2 separate regions of the Lactuca sativa genome follow, and region 2 is linked to region 1. The links are chromatin contacts, called in public Hi-C maps. All regions are on one chromosome and are shown on one strand. Each heading gives the region's core, a stretch centred on a gene start, on an enhancer-like site or on the middle of the called end of the contact. The rest is flanking DNA. Distances are from core to core; before and after follow the strand shown. Region 1 holds the start of LOC111897465. Region 2 holds the start of LOC111897480 (dof zinc finger protein DOF2.1).

Region 1 (2,769 bases), core at 185-2,684:
GATTATGGGAAGCATTGGGAGACTTTACAAACTCAGTACTCTTCATTTGAGTAAACAAAATCTTACTCGAGAGTTACCGTTGGATCTCTTTGGCTTACCTAGTCTCCAAGTGATTGCTTTCAGCCTCCTACTTGGATTGTGGCCTTGGAGATGAACCGGTTGCAGGATTTGGTAGCACCCATGTGTATTGCAACTACTAGATACACAAAAAAATGTATTGCATCCTTCAAGTCTTCCAAGAAATGTATTTAAGGAAACAAACAGACACACACACCTTCAAATTGACGATGAACATATATATATATATATATATATATATATATATATACACACACACTCTCTCTCTCTCTCTCTCTCTCTAGTATCAATTTGAAGTTGTATGTGTATATGTGTGTGTTCACTTTGTTCATCCATGGAGAAGCTCTTGAAATCAATATTTTCCAACCTTAACAAAACGCAAAACTCGATTTACAGGTTTATGTTCATTTATGAACATAGATATATTAAATTGATTTGTGCGTTTTTCTAAAAACTCGTTTAAGAAATTGAACGTTTTCATATGTGTGTGCATGTTTATGTTCCAAAATTGATCTCTGTGTCTTCAGAACGTGATTTTTTCAACCGATTTTCAGAAGAAATCAATTTATGGTCATCATTTTCATCATGTATGTTAAAGTGTGTTCATTATGTTTCATAATGAGGTATATACTAGTTTGGTTATTTAACCTCTATCTCGTTTGGCCCAGCCGAACCACTAATACACTTATCAGGCAACCTGAACCTACTACCGCATAAACACGATGTCAAGTCGAAGAAGTGAGAAGTCGAACCATCAGAAAGTAAGAACTTTCATGAATACCGGTTGTCAAGGTCTAGATCGATAAAACCTCGATATTACCAACAAACAGGGTATAAATATCCATTAGAAATCGTAACAGTACACTCTTTCTATCGGAAGTGACTACTGACCGTTCTAGGTATACCCTTTTGTACCTTCAATAAAGGAAGCATTAATGACGACTAGACGGTACTTGCCCCATCCAGCTAAGAAGGACACTTCCGGATAAACTAAGTATAAAGATCGAAAACGAGGATGACACAAGGTACGCATAATCATATACATTTCAAATATTATCGAGAATTCATCTATGTTGGAAGTTAATCCAAATTGCAGCTAAGACTTGGTCATTTTATCTTTCCTGTTTTGTTGGACCTATCTGAATGTGTTTTCAGTATTTTTAGGAGTCAAAATAGTTAGTGGTTAGTTGCTACAAAGTGGTAGATAATGGTCCTAGTTTTATGGAGTTTTTTAGTATTTTATTTGCTCTTGTATTCCGTTTTTTCAAGTCAAGAAATACAGCAGAAAATTTGGCCCAAAGTATCCATGCGGTTGATCCCTGTTCTACTCTCTTCTAGTTTTTCTTCTTCACAGAAATGACAACACTTGGTTTGCTTTCACGTGGTATCAGAGCTAACCAGGTTGCTCTCCAGTTTGAAGTTGGTATATGCCAAAATACACCTATGGATGGAAAGAAGCAAGATGGTCAGATTACTCTTCATTACCCGATGTTAGCCAAGAACAACTACACCGCATGGGCCATAAAAATGAAGGTCTTCATGCAAGCCCAAGGAGTTTGGGACGCGGTAGAGCCCTCAGATCCGAAAGTAACTTTGAAAGAGAGGAAGGATAAGATGGCAATGGCTGCCATTTATCAAGGTATCCCGGAAGAGATGTTGTTATCATTGGCGGAAAAGAAATCAGCAAAGGAAGCATGGGAGACATTGAGAACAATGTACTTGGGTGCTGATCGTGTGAAGAATGCTAAGATTCAGACATTGAAGGCAGAATTCGAGTGTCTAATGATGAAGGAGACATGGTGTATTGATGATTTTGCAATGAAGTTGAACAACATTGTAAACAACATCAGAGCCTTGGGAGAAACAATAGAAGAGTCATATGTGGTTAAGAAATTCCTAAGAGCAGTCCCTGCGAAATTCTTACACATAGCTTCTACTATTGAGCAATTTGGTGATCTCGACACTATGTTGGTTGAAGAGGTGGTAGGAAGACTTAAAGCTCATGAGGAGCGTGTTCACGGGCAAGTTGATAACGTCTCTACCCAGCTACTCCTGACTCAAGAGGAATGGAAATCAAGAAGTAAGAAAAAGGAAGAAGGACAGTCGTCTTCTGGTGGTAAATCCTACCATCAACAACAAAATAGGAACTTTAACAGAGGACGAGGTAGGGGCCGAGGAAGACCAAGTAGCGGAAGAGGTGGCCGACATAATTGTTCACATTAGCAAAATCATGAACATAACGGTTCACATCAACAAAATCGTGAACAAGGACGAGGTGTTGGTGGGAGTCGTGACTGTAGCACACTTAGATGCTACAACTGTGATGATATTGGCCATTTTGCATCAGAGTGTCGTAAGCCTCGGCGTGAGAGAAATCTACAGGAAGCACTCTTGGCACATACTCATGAAGATGAACCTACTCTTCTCATGGCAGCTTGCATGGAAGAGGTTTCTGATGTAGTGTTGCTACATGAAAAGTATGTGAACCCAAAGCTCCGGCCACAAGAAGATAAGTCTGTCAAATCCAATTTGTGGTGCTTGGATAATGGCGCTAGCAATCACATGACAGGTCAGAGATCAAAGTTTAGAGATCTGGATACAAGCATCAAGGGTCGAGTGAAGTTTGGTGATGACTCTGTGGTTCGTATCGAGGGCAAGGGTTCAATTCTATTCCAGTGTAAAAATGGCGAA
Region 2 (2,769 bases), core at 72-2,571, 420 kb after region 1:
TTAATAATCTTTATATAGGGCCCAAAGCCCGAAATTAGGATTTTTCACTAAAAACACTTGTCACGTCGTAGCACCTAAGGCCACGTTGTGGTAGGTCACTTAAGTCTCGCGGTCCAAATCATTTTGCCATGTCGTGATGATGCTTCACCATGTTGCGGTCACCCGAATTAAAGTTAATACATAAAAATGTTAATTCATACCTGGAACGAATGTTACATCTTTTTTACTTGGTTGTTGATATTATTGTTGTAACACTAGACAATTGTAAACTCTGATAAATCAATGAAAGGTTTTGTAAAACCATATTTTGTACTATGATCCATTTTCATAACAAAAATACAACCTTGGTAAATTATGAAAGCTAAAAAGTATGGTAGTTACAATAGGTTTCAACTAATTGGTTTGCAACGTCGTATCCAATGCAATGGGAAGTAAAAAGTACCTTACACGTATGATCATTAAGTCGTTAGCAAAATGGTATACGCATTAATATTTTTTATGACAAGCTTTGTGTGGTGGACGAACACCATTATCACCGGCTTTGTAGGGTCATGAGAGGGAGATGACAACTAAGAGAAGAGAGCAGAGAGACTATATAGGAGAAAGAATGCGACATCGTCAAGAAGAGAAAAGAAAACAAGAGTTTTTATGAAAAGATAGAAGAAATCAATTTGTATTTTATATCGTACCAAATGATATTTTTTTTAGTGAATTTCCACAAAGGGATAATGAACATAATATATACAAAGCAATGAAGCATTATAAGCTATGATCCGATAAATATATTAGGCCTATATAGTATTGGATTAGGCTAAATACATACACAATTAAATAACACAATTGACATAAACTTTTGAATACGACGTTCCCCCAATTTTTTTTTTTTTTTTTATTTTTTTATTTTGAAGACTCATTGACTTAAGAAACCTACTGAAAAATATTTAATTTTGTAATCAACATGATTTAATAATAATCTTTCCGATTTTCATACGAAAAACATTCTTTTTTTAGGATGTGAAAACTCTTATTTGTTCAATTCTTGTGTTCAAATCTCGAAGATACAACCCATTTTTATATTGTATAAACATAATACGACAATTTGTAATTATAGAAAATTGGCTATGGGTATAGATATAGAAGCAGTACAAGACAATATAGGCGACGTGGCGGAAGGAAGTGGCGTATACCGATAAAACATGTGGGTCCATGCGTAGTTGCAAATCCTACGCCATATGGTCCCACAATCCCTCCACTATCATCCTCAATCTCTTGCCCCATTTTTTCCACTCTCTCTCTCTAAAAACTTGCTTTCTCTGCGTGCAAGGGTTACCACAGACACACATCGATCGATTCCCCGTACACCATTCTCATTATTAGTACATCTCTCTCTCTCTCTCTCTCTCTCTCTCTCTCTCTCTCTCTCTATACATATACGTACATACACTTTGATGTATGTATAGGTTGGGTGTATATATATGTATTATGTGGGAGGCTGTTTGTAACCTTGCATGACTACCTTCCTCCCCTTCTCTCTCTCATTCTTTCTCTCCACGATATTCATATCTTGAAATCTGTATAAGTGTTAACACCTTCAATCTTCTCTCCCAAACACAACAAAACAAGAATTTAAGCTTGAAGTGCATGGAAGTGGAAATGGATGCTTCAGGTGTAAATCATCATCATCATCTTCATCATCATCACCAACAGGTAAATATTAGTAACTTACTGACACTTGTTTTGGTTTCTGACAAAACTAGAAAAAGAAAAAAAAAAAAAAAAAAAAAGCAAGTGTTTCATGAGTTAAATGTGAATTTGTTTGTCCTTTTGGAGTGGCTGAACGATCAACTTTTGACGACTTTTAATTTCAAAGTAGATATCATTATCTCGAATTGTTCGAGTATAATGATCTTTGTTTCTTCAATTGAATTCGGAAAACATAAAGTTAGGTTTTTTTGTAGTTGTTTTTGTTTTTGAATTGATTTGGAATTTCTTAAACAATTTCATCCATTCCATTTCCTATTTGGAAGAAGCTCAGATCAAACCTCATTACAAAACTGGAACACCTTTATTCATCTTCTTATCAAATATCGTGTTTGAATCTGAGTGATAATTATGATGCAGTGGCTTCCATTATTTCAGGAGATTTTACATTAAAAGAAAGTGATTCTTGCACTTATTACACTCATGTACATATGAATTACCATATTTAATAATAGATTTACCCCAGAATAAGATCTATGTCAGTGTCTTATACAATACTTTAATCTTACAGGAATTGTCTTCACAAACACTAGAGAGCATGTTGGTATGCACAAAAGCACAACAAGACAAAAAACCAAGACCAGCTGAACAAGCTTTAAAGTGTCCAAGATGTGACTCCATTAACACAAAATTCTGCTACTACAATAACTACAGTCTTACTCAACCAAGGTACTTTTGTAAGTCCTGTAGAAGGTACTGGACAAAAGGTGGGACCTTGAGGAATGTTCCTGTAGGTGGAGGGTGCAGGAAGAACAAAAGATCATCATCCACTTCATCTTCAGCTACTTCCTCTACTTCAACATCATCATCTGCACTCTCAAAGATCAGAGGAGCCCATGATCATCTCCTCAATCAACATCATCATTCCAGTAACCCTTTGCTTTCAGGGTTAACTCACTTGCCCTATGACTCTACATGTACTGATCTTTCCCTAGCTTTTGCTAGGCTTCAGAATCAAGCAAATGGGCACTTGGGTTTTGATCGTTTAGATCATTTTGATCAAAACGA

Evidence for each region. A called contact is a pair of places that touch in the nucleus more often than the background predicts.
Region 2: a contact with region 1 is called in a Hi-C map of leaf, with 4 times the contacts expected there. The contact joins the promoter of LOC111897480 here to the promoter of LOC111897465 in region 1. A contact is called at or near these places in 2 of 4 Hi-C or Micro-C datasets (bud and leaf).

Annotation. Positions count from the first base shown.
Region 1 is chr2:61,069,328-61,072,096 of Lsat_Salinas_v11, forward strand. LOC111897465 reads left to right here and starts at 1,435. Exons shown (of 3, transcript XM_023893426.1): 1 at 1,435-2,242; 2 at 2,426-2,769. The coding sequence starts at 1,435.
Region 2 is chr2:61,485,852-61,488,620 of Lsat_Salinas_v11, forward strand. LOC111897480 (dof zinc finger protein DOF2.1) reads left to right here and starts at 1,322. Exons shown (of 2, transcript XM_023893437.3): 1 at 1,322-1,707; 2 at 2,273-2,769. The coding sequence starts at 1,642.